Regions from separate parts of the Sus scrofa genome. Here region 2 is linked to region 1. The links are chromatin contacts, called in public Hi-C maps. All regions are on one chromosome and are shown on one strand. Each heading gives the region's core, a stretch centred on a gene start, on an enhancer-like site or on the middle of the called end of the contact. The rest is flanking DNA. Distances are from core to core; before and after follow the strand shown. Region 1 overlaps PBX1 (pre-B-cell leukemia transcription factor 1). Region 2 overlaps PBX1 (pre-B-cell leukemia transcription factor 1).

The links. A called contact is a pair of places that touch in the nucleus more often than the background predicts.
Region 2: a contact with region 1 is called in a Hi-C map of retroperitoneal adipose tissue, with 1.6 times the contacts expected there. The contact joins two enhancer-like sites. A contact is called at or near these places in 5 of 47 Hi-C or Micro-C datasets (embryonic fibroblasts, omental adipose tissue, retroperitoneal adipose tissue and 1 more).

Annotation. Positions count from the first base shown.
Region 1 is chr4:85,942,632-85,949,383 of Sscrofa11.1, forward strand. All of the region lies in intron 2 of PBX1 (pre-B-cell leukemia transcription factor 1), which reads right to left. Among named protein-coding and RNA genes, the nearest start is that of PBX1, 220 kb to the right of the region's middle. Within about 2 kb of position 4,095, at least 28 of the 83 cell types and tissues checked have an H3K27ac peak or open chromatin away from gene starts, as enhancers often do. A contact at or near this core is called in retroperitoneal adipose tissue, where this site is marked.
Region 2 is chr4:86,053,624-86,059,899 of Sscrofa11.1, forward strand. The region is part of intron 2 of PBX1 (pre-B-cell leukemia transcription factor 1); the gene reads right to left. Among named protein-coding and RNA genes, the nearest start is that of PBX1, 110 kb to the right of the region's middle. Within about 2 kb of position 3,953, at least 11 of the 83 cell types and tissues checked have an H3K27ac peak or open chromatin away from gene starts, as enhancers often do. A contact at or near this core is called in retroperitoneal adipose tissue, where this site is marked.

The sequences.
Region 1 (6,752 bases), core at 2,845-5,344:
GATAGCAACTGAGAAACGGGGGACAGCAAGTCTCAAGGGAGAAAAATGAGATTAGAGCCGATACCTGCATCTTCCCTCTACCCCTTCCAGTCTTTGGAACGTCTTAAAAGTTACTGCATTTGAACTGATTTTGCAGGTCCATTAAAAATATAACATCCCTCTAAATCATAACCAATGGTAAACGCCTCCCTCACCTGGTCACAGAAGCCACTTCAGCAGTGTCTGTGGCACGGAGCCCTCTGTCTCGAAACACAGGGAGGGCTATGGTGTGGCACTGGGCAATTTACTGGACCCGGGGGGGGCGGGGGGCACGGCGGATGCAGGACTTGCAAAGGAATTTGTGCTGGGGCTCAGAAATCCAAGATAATAATTTAAGTACCCCGTCCTAACACTGAAGATGCCAAACCAGCCCAAACCAGGTAGGAGCTGCCTTTTCTATCTCTCCCGCCACGGAGACGTCTCATCACACTTGAGAGTCTAGCATTGAATGACAAGCTTGAGAAAAGGACATCTTTCTATCGTCAGTTCCATGAGAGGAGACAAAAAAATTCTGAATTTTTTTTTAAGCTTCCCAAAGGACCCTGGACCTTACTTAAAAAGGAAAACATTTTCCTTTAAGTTTATTTTCTTTTGCTCTGCCATTTCTTTGTGAAGAACTTTTCTTAACATCGTCTTCACAGCAGCCTGCTATGGAAAGCAGTGCCACAAGCCAGAGCCTTCTCTTGGAAAGAATAAAGAAGTACAGCCCCCTGTGAAATTTCTCCTCTATTTTTCCATCTACTCTTTTCTCCTATTCAAGTTTCTTAAAGATCAAAGGATCCAAAGTGGACATAACATTTTAGGAAACTGACTCCAAGAGCATGAAGGATACTAGAAAAATCACTCCTGGCTCTCCTGAGTTCTTGACCTCCTTTTCAAGGTTGGATCCAGGGCACTAACACTGCGAAAGTGCTGCTCACCTGCGCCAGGTCCCCTGGCTCCTCCCCGCAAAAGGTTTGCTTCTCTCTAGTCCAATCTTGCCTCAACTAATAATTCTTTCCAGTATTTGCTTTTCAAAGCTTTTCCAACCCCTGATTATTTCCAATACACTTAGCAGGTGTCTCACGGCTACATCATGAATGCTTTCCAGAGATGACGCACAGGTGAGGAAGGAGCCAGGACCAGCAAACTGGGGGGTGGGGGGGGTGCGCAGTGAAAGGTTGTAAAAGATGTGCATGGACCACCTGCCTGCCAGGCCCATCCTATTCCTCACCATCCTTCTCCCTTAAGACACACCCCGCAAAGCATTCTCCATACTTAATCACAGCGTGGAAACACCCGCAGCAGAGATCTTTAACTCCATTGGTCTCTGATAGGGAATTTTGAAGCCCAAACTGTCAGACTCAGCAACAATCGATAAGTGCATAAAAAAAACATTTAAAACAAGTGAACAGACTACAGAATAACTGCCAGTACACATGAGAGACACACGTCAGCATCGTCTGTAAGTGAATGATGGGCTGGGTGGGTCCCCCCAGTTCCATCGATCAGGGTGCAAACCATCCTCTGAGAGACGATAAGAGACAACATGGTTTCAAGGGCAGTGTGTGGTAACTGTATTTAAGAGCTAGACCAGGGAAAAAAAAGAGCTCTATCTGATGAGTAGCATGTGCTAAAGATCCCCCAAGAGCTTAACATTCATTCCAAGTTACGACCAAAATAATTCTAGGATTCAAAATTATGCTGCTGACACAAAGGCTGAGAACCACAGCTCTTAGTGGGACAAAGCCACCCAAGGCAAGAAGCAACCAAGCTTTATCAAGAATATCTTTAAGGGAATCATCCCACACTGTTGGTAGGAATGTAAATTGGTATAACCACTGTGAAAAACGGTATGGAGTTTCCTTAGAAAACTAAAAATAGAACTACTATATGATCCAGCAATTCCACTCCTGGCCCATGTATGTATCTGTACAAAACTGCAATTCAAAAAGATGTATGTTCACAGAAGCACAATTCACAATAGCCAAGACATGGAAACAACCTAAATGAACCTAAATGTCTATCAACAGATGAATGCGTTAAGAAGACGTGATTACACACACACACACACTACTCAGCCATAAAAAAAGAAATAATGCCATTTGCAGCAATGTGGATACAACCAGAGATTCTCATACTAAATGAAATTAAGTCAGAAAGAGAAAGACAAATACAATCTGATATCACTTACATGTGGAATCTAAAATATGGCACAAATGAACCTTCTATAGAACAGAAACAGACTCATAGACATGGAGATCAGACTTGTGGTTGCCAAGGGGGTGGGGGGGGTGGATGGGGAGTTTGGGGTTATAGATGCAAACTATTACATCTAGAATGGATAAGCAATGAGGTCCTGCTATACAGCACAGGGAACTATATATCCAATCACTTATGATAAAACATGATGGAAGATAATATGAGAAAAAGAATGTGTATCTGTGTGTGTGTATGTATGTGTGTGATTGAGTCACTTTGCTGTACAGCAGAAATTAGCACAACATTGTAAATCAACTATACTTGAATTTTTAAAAAATTAAAAAAAAAAAAAAGAATATCTTCAGTGATGAGTTTAGCTGACCTGACTTGACATTCGTTTTGATAGCCAAGGAACACTTAGGGCTGAGCCCAGAGACTTGGATGTGGTCAAATCCGAGAAATCAGACTCCTGGAGTACAAAATGCCTTTCCGGGTCTGAGTGGGCAGGCACCTCCCTCTCTAACCAGTCCCACCACTTATCTTGAGCCTGGTGTGCTCTCAGTGCTGAGTATTGCTAGCTGGGCTCAGACTTCTAGCCAGTCCCAGGAGTCATTCTGGGGCCCTCCAACTGGCCTTTCAAACTCATTCGAATATCTCCAAATAATGTGCAGGGCTGAAAAAAACTACTGCCCCACCATGCCAGTGCTCTTGACGAGTAGGGTGGGCGGGGCTGTTCAGGGGCCATACTCCAAGCCACAATCCAGTTTCTTTTCTTTTCCTTTTTTTTTCTTTTCTTTTTTTGCTTTCTAGGGCTGCACCTGCGGCATATGGGGGTTCCCAGGCTAGGGGTTGAATTGGAGCTACAGCTGCCGGCCCACACCACAGCCACAGCAATGTGGGATCCGAGCCTAGTCTGCGACCTACACCACAGCTCACAGCAACGCCAGATAATTAACCTACTGAGTGAGGCCAGGGATCGAACCCGCAACCTCATGGTTCCTAGTCAGATTTGTTTCCACTGCACCACGACGGGAACTCCAACATCCAGTTTCTTTTACAGCTTTCCAAATAAGTCTTTGCACCTGAGAGGGTTAGCATTATCCACAAAATGGGCCAATGCCTTTCCCTTCCAGACCTGGTGTGAGTTTTATCAACACACTCTGCAAATCCCTCTCAAATCTCCTTTCCCAGCTGACATCTTATACGGCCCCATCAACAAGCCTACTGTCACAGCGGCTTGTCAGAGTGGGTAACGGTGTTGCCTCTTTGGCTAGGATTTTAAATGTCTGAAAGGATTTTAAACCATATGCTCTTTTAAAAACAGATTTTTTAAAAAATTTAAAAAAAAATGCATTGCTGAACCCCGAGGGTCTTATGGCAAAGAATTTTGGTAGAGGAAATCTGTTATAAATTACAGGCTGTGGCGGAAAGTGTTGCAGAATTAGAAGGTGTTGCTGCTACAGGCATCTTTCTGTTGAGTTTCCTATCTGTAGCTCAAATGAATCTTGCAGTAAGACCTCTGGGTTAGCGCCCTGGGCCAGAGTGAGGCGGTGGGGGGCAGGGGTCAAGAACAAGGGTGATTAGACAGACACGTTACTTGAATGTCTGAGATCAGTGGGGTTTTTCCCTTATTCCTGGGGTAGGGCCCAAACTTGAAATCAGCCCTACCTTGCCCAACACAGATCTCGGGTTTCTACATTCCATTCTCCTTCCCTCGGGCTTGCCCAGCCCCCCTTCCGGCCTGGGGGCCTGAGTAGGTCTCAGGCAGACAGATCTGGGTGGGGGGGGCAGATGGGTAATTTTTCCTTTCAGCTTTAATGGCTGCTATTAACAATAAGTTGCCCTGCCCTAGTGATGGCTCAACTTTCAGCTTTTTCTCTGATTGCCTATGAGTAACACTGTGTCACATGAGCTGTGTTTAACAGAGGTGTAATAAATGCCAAAGAAGAAATATTACCCAAAATAAAAAATAGTTTGTCCCCGCGTGGCCAGGATCGCATGACTCACAACAATGTTCATTTCAGCTTCCAGTATAATTTCCATTTGCATTCTTTTTTTTTTTTTTTAAGGGTCTCTGGGGGCTTTAAAAAAGCTGTTTAAGAGAAAAGGCAGAAAGACTGCAGCGATTGTCAGGTTTGGGGAGTTCTGTGCTCCAGAAAACAAACCCTGCCTACAGACCAGACAGGAGACAGAGGGACAGACCAGAGAGCCCTATGGACACAGGGAACAAGAGACAGGCAGGCAAGAAAGCTAATGATCGATCGTCTGCCTTTGGTGAAAGGCAGCCTGCCCTCCTTGGTGTGGTTCAGAACATGGGCTTTGGCTACTAGGAGACAGAGATGGAGGAAGGGAAGGCTGGACACCCCCGCCTGTGAACATACACAAACACACACTCACACCCCTTAGGCCAAGAAAGATATCAAGTTCTCATTTAGTTGCAGGAAAACTCCGATCTCCTTTTGATAATAAGCAAAAAATACTTCTATGCTTTTCAAATAGTAGCTGGTCGGAGCTATTCCAATCCTGAAGAAAACAAGCAATAAACTGTGAAATCCCCTGGAGGTCCCTTGGTGGAAGACGTGGGCAGGAAGTATTCTAAATCCTCAAGGTTTTCAGGGAGAGGGAAGATGAAGGTGGAGGGAGGGGTGGAGGGGGGCTCAGAGGAGGCCTGGGGGTGAAGTGTGGCCCTCCTGCCAAAGCTGGGATCTCAAGGCAACAGGATCAAGAGGTACCTACTTTTTCACTGGCCTTGCCTTCGAAAGGGATCAGCCAAACAGGCACACAGTCTGGAAGGAGGGGATGTCTGGGCGCCACTGGCACTAGCCAGAGCTCTCCTCACGTCCGTCCCTGCATATCTCTCATGTCTGTGGGATAAACTCAGGGTACATCTGAGTAAGGAAACTTGAACTTAGGGATGTCAGTAGTGGAACTTGACTTCAGAAAGGCACTGTGCACAGAGAGTTTCTTTCTATCTTTCTTTTTTTGCTTTTTAGGGCCACACCTGCAGCATATGGAAGTTCCCAGAATAGTGGTCAATCGGAGCTGCAGCTGCTGGGCTACGCCACAGCCACAGCAATGCCAGATCCGGACCATGTCTGTGACCTACACTGCAGCTCATGGCAACACTGAATCCTTAAAACACTGAGCGAGGCCAGGGATCGAACCCACATCCTCATGGATACTAGTCTTATTTGTTTCCGCTGAGCCACAACAGAAATTCTGCACAGAGAGTTTCTGAGCAAGCAGTGTGAACTGGTAGAGGTGGTGATGGGCTCCAGAGGTGATGGCAGGAAACAGAGATGGGCAAGTAGGATAGCTGCCTGGCCATACCTTACAGAAGGCCCTGGCGGGCGGTGCATTCACAGAGATGCAGAAAGGCCACAGGCATCGTCTACAAGACGTCCAGGCAGCAAAGCCTGGCAGAGAAAAGAAAAGAATGGCTCCAGCCTGCCTTGGTCACTCAGGAGAGGGCATGTCCACCAACAGGAGCAACAGGAGGTAACAGGAGCACAGGAGGTAATTCTGAGTGATGGCAGTGATGTCACAATCAAGAGTGGCTATGGCAGCAAAAGCACTGTTTTTTAAGACTAATGGCCTTGGTCTGCCACGTTGATCTCTGTGATCCTGGGCAAGTCATTTTACTCTATCTATAATCAGCACAGACGGGACAGAGAGGGTTCCTTAGGTCATTTGTAAAGATCTCAGTTGTTAAGTGATGTCTCTGCAAAACCAGCCATCTTCTAAACAGCAGGAGCTAGTGTGGCAAAAAATACTTCTGAATACTTCTTCTGACATAGAGCTTTACACCGTACCCAGAATTTCCATATGACCTCACCTACATTATCTCATCTGAGCCTCACATCAGTCTTTAGAAATTGATCGTGGACATGCATTTTTGGGGAAACTGGCTCAGAGAGGCTGAAATCGACACAGATTTACACAGTTCAAAGTCCAGTCTCCAGTTCTTCAAAGTCCACCCTCTTTGCAGAGTCCTGAGTCCTACTCAGGGAAGCACAGACCACCTGTGAATGTCCTCATGTCAAGCTAGTTACCATGCTTGAGCTGGAGGAGAGAGAACAGAGGTAGGGGTGGGGTGGGCGCAGGTCAGCAGACAGCCTAGAGAAACACTTGGACACTGACTTTCGTATGGGCTGAAGGGAATGGGGCATGATGGCAGCAACTGGACCCAGAAGTCTTTCAGTAACACAGTGTCTCATACTTAATGTAACAGTTATTCATAAATCATTCCATTTATTTAGTGCCATAGTAATAAAAATTGGCCCAAGGTCCACATGTGGCACACGTTCCCTGGATTTCTAACTCAAGCTCTAGCTTCCTGGTTATGATGCCATTATTTGCATTTGTCCAGCTGATCCTATGGCAGGACCGATTCTCCTCGGCCCATTTAATAAATGACAAAGTGAGACTCTATTGTGTGAGGAATGGAGAGAATAGCACGGCCCAGGTGCCTCCATTAGGGGCAAATTGTTTTCTTTCTCTTTCTCTCTCTCTTTCTTTCTTCCCACTTTTTA
Region 2 (6,276 bases), core at 2,703-5,202, 110 kb after region 1:
CTATAAAGTACTATGTCAAAGAAAGGATTTACTTTCATGGGTACCACAAAATCATAACATCATTCCACCAAGTTTAAAGACCCTTTCAGGTTGGTGAGCCTGTGATTTCTTTCCCCAAACAACCACCCAGTTACCGTCTTTGGTTTCTGTTAGCCCAGGACCAGTGGCCTCCAGGATTAGCTGGATTCAGACTTTTAAGTGTTTCTTCATTTTCTCTTGTTTGGATGGAGCGTTAAGGGAAGCAGTGTGATTTCATTTTGCTCCCTGAAGCTATGACACACTGGGTGGTTTCTAAACTCTGGCAGCATCTGAAAAAATTTCCGTCTATTTAATTGGCCATCAAGTTCTTAATAGTACCTAGTGTTCAGAATTAATTCCTCTACCACAGAATTACCCAGGACATTCTATGCCTATTTATAATTTTCCCAGAACTCCTTGACTCTTAGGTTTCACTCCAAGTCCCTAGCCTATCTCAACTCAAAAAAGGGTTTTGGTGGCAATTCCAAAACATAGCACCCCAACTGAGCAAAGCAATGATGACCTTGGCAGAGCACAGCAAAGTCGAGAACATGCGAGAAAACTATTTGCATACCTCAGCCACATAATCAACTAGAATGGTATTTGACAACACAAAGATGCTAAGGCTTTTTGGTCTAGAATTCAACTTCTCATTTCTCTTTGTGCACATATATGTCATGACCCTACGTTAACCAGACTTGATAATCATGAAAGTGAAGTTGTTTCTAGAAACAAGCATTTTAGGGACAAAAAATTAATGCCATCTTATGAGATTAGAAAGCCCCCTCATTGGAGTTTCCATCGTGGTTCAGTGGTTAACGAATCTGACTAGGAACCATAAAGTTGTGGGTTCAATCCCTGGCCTTGCTCAGTGGGCTAAAGATCCAGCGTTGCCATGACCTGTGGTGTAGGTCGCAGAGGCGGCTCAGATCCCGAGTTGCTGGGGCTGTGGTGTACGCCAGCAGCAACAGCTCCGATTCGAACCCTAGCCTGGGAACCTCCATATGCCGCGGGAGCAGACCTACAAAATACAAAATACAAAAAAAAAAAAAAAAAAAAAAGAAAGCCCCCTCATTAACAAACTTGAGTAGCAGAAGTGGAGACTGATCAGTGACTGATGGCTAAAAGGTAAACGAAACTTGCCACATCACGAAAGGTCAACTAGATGGGGAAACCGTCTCATTGCTAGAAACCACATAGACCCATATCTTGTTTGCGGCTCAGAATCACTACATCTCTGTGCCCCAGGTTCCCAATATGTAAAACCTCCATAGTTATTCAAGCCTCTCTCTGATCTTTCCTTACATGTTTCCCCATAGCTGTGCTTTTGCTGTACTGAACAAGACAGTCCTCCAGGGACCTTGCAAACCACAAGTCTGTCTCTTCGCCCCCTAGTGGCAGGGTGCGACGCAAGCTGAGAAATCAGAATGAAATCACACTGCTTCCCTTAAAAGCTCCATCCAGCTGGGAAGTTTATAGCTGAAAGAAATGCTCTCTCTATTGAGTTTATAATATCAAAATATAAGCAGATTGACAGGAATTTAGTGTCTTAAGGCAACTTACAAATGTCAGGTCCTTTTCCAGAACAAAAAGTGCCAGAAAGGCTGGATAAGAAAAGTGTAGAGAAACCGTGACCCTCAGAGTTTGGACTTTCTCAGAGGGCAAGTTATACTCCCGTTTCAGGTTCTCCCCACCCCACTCTGAGCCTCTGAGGACAGCACTGAACATGTATGTAAAGCCTTATATTACTGGAGATTCAACAACCGGTGGCTAATCTTCCAAGAAGATCCTTTAACTGTACCATGTTTTTTTCCCTCCTTTTCAACTTTAATATAAAATATGTCCTCTATTAGGATCATTTTCCCAGCATTTATCTGTCTGGTTAGTAGGTATCTATTGTATGAATTTGCTGGGGCTCAAATGGATTGGCTGGAATTCCTCAGAAAAGGACCCTGTGTAAGAACTTGGAATTGTATTCCATACATACTCATATTCATGAGCGAGTGAGGTGTTGACCCTTTCCATCGAGCACAACCATAGCTTTAAGACATCGGGGAAAATTATAGACTAAAAGAAAAAAAAACAAAAAAAAACTTATACCCTTGCCTTTGAAGTACCTGCATACTTACCAGATGAATATAGAAAGAACGAGAATCACAGGTAGCCCAAAAGCCAAAACAATATGACTGAGGATTCTGCCCAGACAAGAACAAAAATAGAAATCTATACATGCTTAATTGTGTGTTCACATTTACAAATAATCCAATGTACACACAAGAGGCATAGACATGCCTCTGCACATATATGTGATATACAGATATAAGTTCAAAGAGATGAGGCCAATATCTTTTTACTAATACAATTCAGCAAGTGTAAGAACATTGGTCAGCTGGAGCTGAAGAAAAAAGGGAGAAAATCCTATGGAAATCATGAATACTCCAAGAACCTCTAAGGCTCAACCTGAATGCAGACACTTAAGCTCTCCACTCGGCCATTAAAGCTGGGGCCTAAATTATTGATCCCTTGCCTTTATCAGCATAACAGTCACGTCCCAGTATTGAGATCTAAGTACACTGCAGTCCCTCTGCTGCAGCCACTGAAATAATTAGGAGAAATTCTCATTAAAGGAGAGTGAAAGGTTCAGAGACAGAAGCAGAGCAAAGGGTCTGCGAGGGTGTTTAATGCCTTCCACGAGGTCGAAAGATCAGCGGGATCAAATCCCCGAGCAGTGCCCACAGATGACAGCTTATCAAAGGGAAAAAGTACAAGCAATTCACACATGCGGTGGCCCTCTCTGGTGTGTTTACATCTGTGATGTCTGGGTAGAGTCACACACAGGCTGCAGAGAAATCGCTATCTGTGTTCATGGGGGGAGGGGGGCAGAGCTGTATACTTGGTGTGTCAACAGGGGAATAAGAAAGAGCAAAAGGAAAGAGAAAGAAAGAAAGAAAAAAAAAGGAAAACAGCCCGAGTCAGAAAAAAAATACATGAAAAATAAATAAAAAGAAACATATTAATAATGGAAAATCCACTGTGGACTCTTCAGTTTAATTTATTCGTTCTTTGAAAGTACAAGGGGTCTGGGGAAGAAAGGAAAGGTAAGGCATATGGGCAAGCCAGCACTTTCTGATGAGCTCCCAGTTGGGTTGGCAAAGATACCAGGATAATATATACCGGGATTCAGACACCCACACTAACATAAAACCTCTGCTCCCACGACGACGACAAGGTTCTCTATTGATTTGAATGCAGATTTCACCAGCCTCTTGCCCTCCCCCACCACTTACAAAAAAAAAAAAAAAAAATCAGCCTTTCACACATGTTCCCAGAAATGGCCCAGACTTATGAGGAAAAAGCCAAAGGACAGAGAACAGCCTTTCCGACACTGTACTGATGGAGGGACAGGGGAAATTAAACATGAAGCAAGCTGGTAAAGCAGCAAAGGCAGAGGGCAGGGATGAACAGAAGCCTCGGGTCCCAGCGCCGGGTGCGGGCACATGCATGCCCGCACATCCAAAGTTGGCCCGTATTTAATGTCAACGTGCAGTCATTTAAAAGAAAAATTCCATCTCACCCCGGCTAATCAGAATTGTTCGAGAGACCATTACCACAAACACGGGGAACATCTGAAATTGATTATTTTTACTTCATTCCGTTAATGAAATCCTCCAGCGACCAAGAACTAGCCTTGGACGAATTTCTACATGATGAAAAGAAAGAAGAAAAAAAAAAAAAAAAACCCAAGAGTAACTAAACTGCCTTAAATTTTTTTTTTTTTTTTTTTTTTTTTAAAGAAAGCAAAAGGAAAAGGACACTCTGTTTTTGGAATGTAGGTACATTTATTTTGTGATTTCTGTCGGTGCGGAATAATGGAGCCGGGCTGAATCCGTTCCCACCATTTTGTGCGAGTGGAGATATTAGCATGGGCCTCACATCCCATAAGGAGCGCCACATCATTAAATGTCTTGGGCTGGCGCAGAGGGAAGAGAAATGCGGGATGTCACCGGCTGATAGGGAAGAAGACTTGATGTTATTTATTAGGGAACACTTACCAGAAACTGCATTTTCTCTATTTGCATTAGATACGGCACCGCTGCCTTTGGAAAGTGCACACAGGCGCGCGGACTCGGGCGGGAAGGGAACACTCCCTCCTTACCCCCCCACCCCCACCCCCGCTTTGTTCACGGCCCCCCTCCGTCTCACCCCGCACCCGAGCCTGGGTCTACAGGGCGCCTCACCCTCCACCTTCTGTTCCCGCTCTCTGCTCTGCTCCCTACTCCATTTTTCTGCCCCAGCGTTGCTTTGTCGCTCTGAAAGCCCCTCTCTCGCCCGTGCTCCACGGTGTCAATGAATTTAGCTCAACCCCATCTTCCTTTCAATCCGGACCCCGAATGCCTTCAGTCAGCGGGCTATTGAGACGTCAGGATGCCTACAAGGAAAGGCCATCACAGCAAGTGCTTCTAGGTGGATTTCCCCCAAATTCATGAATTACGGGAGTCACACAGGGAGGCAGGGAAGAAGGAGAGCTGACATACATATTTTTTAATCAGAGTAAGGGGAAAACGGAGTTAAGGCTTCCAGGGGAAGTGCTGAAATTTTCCACCAGGGGATTCTCCTGGAAAGGGATTGTGTGTGGGGAAGCATAATTGCTAGATCCCTGGCCCCCAAGTTCCTCCCCAGCATCAGCCATCATCAAAACCATCCGGAAATTTGCTTTAAAGATGCAAGCCTCAGGCCATCAGCTCTCAAAGAGGTCCGAGGCTATTTCCCCTGGATCTCCCTGAGGGTGTGTTACGGTAAAGGAAGAAAACCAAATAAGCCTTTTTTCCATTGTGGCCGTTCTCAGGAGTCCCAGCCGTGGGGCCCCGGTCACCTGAGGGCAGCGCCTAGCTTCCTCACTGACTGCCCACTGCTTATGGGCCCTCGTACTCTTGAAGCAGTCAAATGTACAAGAATGATCTCCAGCAAAAAAAAAAAGGGGGGGGGCAAGCTGGTAGTCTGGTCTCCACAGAGGCAGCATCTGGGGAAGCAGAAGCAGAGAAAGGGTGTGCAGAGGGCCAGACCCCGAGGATCCAAGAAAAGCTCTCCCAGGGCTGTATCCACAGCAAAAGCCAATCGGGTGGCAGGAAGGGCTGGGAGGCTGTGAGTAGGTGTTTAGGGCTGAGGATACAGCAACGTACTCCCTACAAGTACAGGGATGTGTGGCGTGAGCTTAGGACAGGATGGGGCGATAGACCCACAGACTGGAGGTCAGAGCGGCAGTGCGTGTATTCCAGAGAATTCCATTTCTGGAAAGGAGTACTGGAGTTGAACTCAGTCCATACTTGAGACGACTTATTCTCAGGGAGAAGAAATAGAAAGAGAATAAGGATTTCTGTGAAACAAGTTTTGCTCACCTGCCATACCCTCATCTGCTAGAAGAGTCAGCCCGGCCCCCCCATATCCTCTGTGCATCTATTAGGGGGCACCTCTTACCCAAATCCCTTGCTCCCAACTCCCTAATGCAGCGGCCTCTCCCCCACCTAAAGAAAGTGGCCGAGTGTAATTATGCAGAAAGCACCACTGGAGCTATATCAATAAGACAGACGTCTGTTGTATCATTCTCTCTCAGTAAGGCATTTCTTCTCCCCAATTGCTCATATAGAATCATAGCCTAATAGCATCCCATTAACATAATTGCCAACACAACTAGTGTTCCGTGTCTCAGAGCCATTTACTTACTTTACCATAAAGAATACCAAAACAGCCCTAAAATCACAAAGAGGAGGAAAGATGAGGGGTGGGTGCTGGAGAAGGCGAGAGGAAAAAGTTCCCCCCTGTATATTCCCTTTGCTCCCCAGAATGGGGTTCCAAGATGATAAACACAGGAGTGCCTCTCTCATCTGCAGGAATCGTAACACAGAGCCTTCCTACCAGACTCCCAAGCAGACGTGTGCTAAAATCTAAACGGATTCTGCCAGGCGAAATGAAATTCCCATTATTTTTAATTAATCCTTAATTAAAATATATTACTCCGCAGATTCCGCAAATCTCTCTTAATATGCAAATGCGGCCCATTCAAGGATATTTACATATCATTAATTAAAACGGCACATTCTTTCAGTCTAACAAGCTGAGGGGCTGTGGCTGCTGCCACATTGGCGCGAGGAGCCCGTCCTGGCAGTGCCAAGCTCATCTGATAAAAAGACGTCAAGCGTTGGCCGCGTCTGGGGAAGGTAAGGCGAAAGGGGGAGAGTGCATTATACTTTGATGCTCTCT